2 separate regions of the Macaca mulatta genome follow, and region 2 is linked to region 1. The links are chromatin contacts, called in public Hi-C maps. All regions are on one chromosome and are shown on one strand. The core of a region is the stretch at or near the end of the contact, and the rest is flanking DNA. Distances in the headings are between cores, read along the strand shown.

Region 1 (2,712 bases), core at 79-2,578:
CGGCTTGGGGACACGTTCCTCTCCAGCGCCGGCCGGCGGGGACGCCACCTTGGGGTAGCCCACGGTGGTGACCCCAGAGCTCGCAGCCCCAGCCACGCAGGTATCGCGGCCTCCGTCCTCGGCGGGACTCCCCACGGGTCCCGCCTCCCCCTCGTGAACGGAAGTGCAGGCCTGGCCATCAGTTCCGGACGGGTCCAAGGACTCTTCCGGCGTGGCGGCGGCGACTGCGCCGGCGACGGCGGGATCCCGGCGCGCGGCCGGTAGTACCACTGGCAGCGTAACCACCAGCTGCCGCCGGGCCTTGTTGAATTGTGCCTTGCCGCGGCCGTCGTCCACTGGGTACGGGAGCGATAGTCGCAGCCGGTAGTCGGGTTTCCTTGAGTCGAGGCACAGCAGCTTTCCCGTCACCTCCAGCGCCGCCTGCGCGGCCGAGCGCAACAGCGGCAGTTCTATGGTGACCACCAGCTCATGGGGTACGGGGCTCGGGGCTGAGTCCCGGGAGCAGCGGTAATCCTGGAGGTCCACGTGGTGGCGCTGCACCACGCTGTAGCGGGGCTCAGTGGGGGCGGGCTGCAAGGCCGCTTCCGGAGGGGAGGGCACCCGGGGCCCGTGGGTTGCAGAGTTCCCGGAGGTTGCCGGGTACTGGTAGGGGTAGGGGAAGTCCGGGAGAGGACCCTTCGGCTCCTCCTCAGGCCTGGCCAGGATGACCCCGGGCAGGGGTGTGCGCAGCACCGCAGCCTCGGGGGTCCCCTTATACTTGGCTTTCAGGGTCTTGGCATTCCTGCGGTCCAGCTTCACGCCGAACTGCTTCTCGACTGCCTCCAGGGCCGTAGCGTCCAGCATCTGGCGGAAGCCCTCGTGCCGCCGGGCCAGCGCTAGCGCGTCTGGATGGAAGACCACGTCGTAGACCATGTATCGGCTGCTGTTGCGCCCCGCGTACTCACGGCCTGGCGCCAAGCTGTAGGGCAGGGACCAGTGACTGCCAGGAGCTGCTCCCCGGTCGTCATCGGAGCCGGGCCGGCTGCTGGGCGCGCCCACCAGCGCATTGCTGCAGACGTTCACGAAGCAGCGCCGTGTCTCGTCCAGGCTGGTGCGCAGCACGTGCCCCGGCTCCGGGTGCACGAACCGCACCTCCACCCCGCGCTCACGCTCTAGCGCGGTGATCTCCGCCTCGTAGCGCCGCCGGTTCTCCGGGTTGGTGAGCTCCTCGGCGTACTGGGAGAACATTCGCCGGAACTCCGGGTCCTGGAAGGCGGAGGTGAGCCGCTGGACCTCCTCTCCACTCAGGTCTAAGTCCTCCAGCGACGAGGAGGCCTCCGCTTTGGCCATACTGCCCTGTGGCTTCTCGCCCTCTGGCCAAGGGGGATCAATCTGAGACTGGCTTGGGGGATCCGCCTCAGAGTCTCTTGGCAGCCGAGAGTGACGCGGTGGAGATCAGTAACGGCTGGAAAATTGAGCCTTGAGCAGCGCGTGCTTGTTGCCATAGTGACACCACTAACATTCGGGAGGAGGGGTAGAAATCTTGGTGGAATAGGCTGGGCGCGTGGTTCAGGCCTGTAATCCCAGCACTTTGGGAGGCCGAGGTGGGCGGATCACGAAGTCAGGAGATTGAGACCATCCTGGCTAAAACGGTGAAACCCCGTCTCTACTAAAAATACAAAAAAATTAGCCGGGCTAGGGGGCGCCTGTAGTCCCAGCTACGTGGGAGACTGAGGCAGGAGAATAGCGTGAACCCGGGAGGCGGAGCTCTTGCAGTGAGCCGAGATCGCGCCACTGCACTCCAGCCTGGGCAACAGAGCGAGACTCCGTCTCAAAAAAAAAAAAAAAAAAAGGAAATAATGGTGGAATAGTGGAAATGCCAGAAATAGCCCTCTTAGATTCTTCAAACTAACTCACCGCTGTACTTTCTCTGTTTTATAGATTCCTGTGCCATAGTGCAGTTACTTACTTCTGCAGAATAACTATCGTAGTAACTGTCATAATTTCCAGCATTACGTGCATTATCCCATTCATTGCTCACACCACTAAAAGATAAAAACCTCATCCCCCTTTCACAAACAAGATGGGACCTGAGAAGTTGAACCAAGGTCACATAGCCAGTGTATTCAACAGGCGAATCCAAACCTAAGTTTATCTGCGTTTTTCACTTTGCTAAACCAACATTTCAATCTTTTTTGTTGTTGTTGAGATAGTCTCACTCTGTCTCCCAGGCTGGCATGCGGTGGCGAGATCTTGGCTCACTGCAGCTTTAGCTTCCCGGGTTCAAGCAATTCTCCTGCCTCAGCCTCCCAAGTAGCTGGGATTACAGGTGCCTGCAACCACGCCGGGCTAATTTTTGTATTTTTAGTAGAGATGGGGTTTTACCATGTTGGCCAGGCTGGTCTTGAACTCTTGACCTCAGGTGATCCACCCTCCTCGGCCTCCCAAAATGCTGGGATTACAGACGTGAGCGATGGCGCCCGGCCAACCTTTCAATCTCAGTGTTCCTCCTTTGCATTTTCTGGCGATTCCACTATAATATTTACCCAGTAAAAACTCATTTAGGGCAAGACATATGGGCAGGGTGTTCATAAACAATTGCCAGTGGCCCGTGAACATATAAGACTACATTAATAATAAAAATGCAAATATACCACATTTAAACTACCAAAATAGCAAAGATCCTTATAGTTACTGTGTTTCCTTGGGGTGGGAGTAGACTTTAGTAAAATC
Region 2 (2,712 bases), core at 120-2,619, 150 kb after region 1:
TTTAACAGGGGAAACTAACAATAGACAAGTAATTAATTACATGATGGTTTTAATAAGTGGTATGGAGAAGTACCAAGGATGCTAACAGCATCTAATAGGGAACCTAAAAGTAGACTGGGGCATCCAGAAAGGTTTCCCCAAGGAAGTTTCAACTGAATTGAGAGGTGAAGAATAAGTTATGGCCGAGTGCAGTGGCCCTGTAATTCCAGCACTTTGGGAGGCCGAGGTGGGAGGATCACTTGAGGTCAGGAGTTCGAGACCAGCCGGGCCAACACGGCCAAACCCCATCTCTACTAAAAATACAAAAATTAGCCGGGAGTGGTGGCAGACACCTGTAATCCCAGCTACTCGGGATGCAGAGGCAGGAGAATCATTCGGATCTGGGAGGCGGAGGTTGCAGTGAGCGAGATCGAGCCATTGCACTCAAGCCTGGGGGACAAGAGCGAGACTGCTCTCAAATACAAAAACAAACAAACAAAAAGGTGATAGAAGGGTAATGTAGCTGTAGCTGGAAGGAGGACCCAGCCAGGAATTGAAGCTGGAAAGGCAAGCTGGGGCTGGACCATGCTGAGTCTTCTTGCACAGCACTGTGATATGAATTATTATTATTATTATTATTGAGACGGAGTTTCATTCTTGTTGCCCAGTCTGGAGTACAACCATGCCCTCTCGGTTCACTGTGACCTCCACCTCCGGGCTTCAAGAGTTTCTCCCGCCTCAGCCTCCCAAGTAACTGGGATTACAGGCACCGGCCACCCCGCCTGCGTAATTTTTTTGTATTTTTAGTAGAGAAGGGGTTTCGCCATGTTGGCCAGACTGGTCTCGAACTCCTGACCTCAGGTGATCCTCCTGTCTCAGCCTCCCAAAGTGTTGGGATTACAGGCGTGAGCCACCGCGCCCAGCCGAGATTTGAAATTTGGATTCTACTAAGGACGACGGGAGCCAGCACAAGGTTTTCAAGTGACTTGATCAGATTCCCAAGGTTGGTTCACAAGGAACTTCGATAATCGCAGTCTAGTGAGCATAATTGCACTGGGAGAAGGCACTGCTGCAAGAATCCTGTGAGCCAGACAGATGAGGGCACCAACCAGGATGGGTGGCAGATAAGGTCTTAACAGCCTCAAGGTGATTTGCTTCCTTGTTGAAGGCTTTAATTAATCCTCTTAAGTAACTTTCAAGTTCTTGAGTTCAAGTAAACACACTGGTCCACTAGGGGAGGAGTGTCAGGCTATAAACATTTTAATAATTAAAAAGAAAAGGCTTTAATTGGTCAAAGTATTCATTTTCTATGGAGTGCTCCCAACCAGAAGATGAGGGAAATGGAGATAATGAAGCACGCCCCTCCTACCAAACACGATAAATTCTAGAGGCACTGTGAGATCAGGAATTTAAGGTGTATTTTTGTCCCACCCTGTTTTACAGGTGAGGTATCAAGTACGGTAACTCGTAATTTTCTTTTGGCCCAATCGAAAGGTATCATATAAAACAAAAGAAAGCTGTGTATGCGTGAAAAGGATCCGCCTTCCTCTCTGAAGAAAAGGGTGATTACGGCTTCGGAAACGCTTTTCAACCCAACACTGCTGCCCGGCTGGCGGCAACGGCGGCGGCGGCAACGACAGATTCCTGCAGAAGCGGCGCCCGGCAGGGGCGGCGGGAGCTCGGGAGAGGCCGCCGGGGATCGGGCGGGGCCCCGCGTGAGAGCTAAGCGCCTGCCCTCGCGCCCGCAGGACAGCAGGGCCTGCATCGACTCTAAGGCGAGACCAGAAACTTGCTAGTGGAGCAATTCTGGTGCCCCTGCCAGGGCTGTGAACCCTCTGAGATCATCCCTCAATCAAACGAATAGAAATTCTCGGGAAGAAAAAAAAAAAAAATTGCAGGAATCCGGCTAAAATTCAGCAGCTTTCAGGGACCGATTCAGGGCATTATCCCTGTGGTTCCCTCGGCGAAAGGAGACTCGAAGCGCGACTGGAAGTCGCCGGGCCCCACAGAGCTGCGGTGCCCAGGCCGTAGGCTGTGGCGCGGGCGGAGGCGGCGGCGGCGGCGGCGGCGGCAGCGGCAGCGGGAGGACTCGGCGCTGGGGGCGCTGAGCGGCAGCCTCGCTTCCGGAGCTCGGCGGGCGGCGTCAGAGGAACGGGCGGCTTCCGGTCGGGGCGTAAACAAGGCCGTGGGCTGCAGGAGGCGGGGCGGACGGGCTGCAAGAGGGAGCCGGCCAGACCCGGATCTCTTCCCCGCCGTGCTCCGGGTCCCGGGCCCGCGCCGCCGCCGCCTGGCTCCGCTCGCGGCCCCGCTGTCTGCAGGCGTGCCCCGGCGGCGGCGGAGAGCCGTCCTCGGCCGAGGAGGCTGGTAAACGCGAGCGCAGGCGGCAAAGAGGCCTTAACGCCGTCCCTTTTGCCGCCGCCTTCTTTTTGCCGCGCGCCACTGTGCATTTCTCTCCTTTTCCTTTGTTTCTTTGGCCCCTCGCGGGTGTGGGCATTCCTGGTGAGCAAAAGTGCAGCCTCAAGATGGCTGATGGCAACGAGGATATGCGGGCGGACGACTTGCCGGGGCCAGCCTTCGAGAGCTATGAGTCCATGGAGCTCGCCTGCCCCGCCGAGCGCAGCGGCCACGTAGCCGTCAGCGACGGGCGCCACATGTTCGTCTGGGGCGGCTACAAGGTCAGTGAGTGGCCGGGCCGCGGCAGACGTCGCTCGGCTGTGACTTGGGTCTGGGTTC

What was found. A called contact is a pair of places that touch in the nucleus more often than the background predicts.
Region 2: a Hi-C map of fetal cortex germinal zone shows a contact between it and region 1, with 4 times the contacts expected there. The contact joins the promoter of KLHDC2 here to the promoter of DNAAF2 in region 1. A contact is called at or near these places in 5 of 14 Hi-C or Micro-C datasets (CD4 T cells, fetal cortex germinal zone, fetal cortical plate and 2 more).

Annotation. Positions count from the first base shown.
Region 1 is chr7:122,852,105-122,854,816 of T2T-MMU8v2.0, forward strand. It overlaps DNAAF2 (dynein axonemal assembly factor 2), which reads right to left and starts at 1,329. Exons shown (of 2, transcript XM_002805231.4): 1 at 1-1,329. The coding sequence starts at 1,329.
Region 2 is chr7:122,997,355-123,000,066 of T2T-MMU8v2.0, forward strand. KLHDC2 (kelch domain containing 2) reads left to right here and starts at 1,370. Exons shown (of 13, transcript XM_077940970.1): 1 at 1,370-1,422.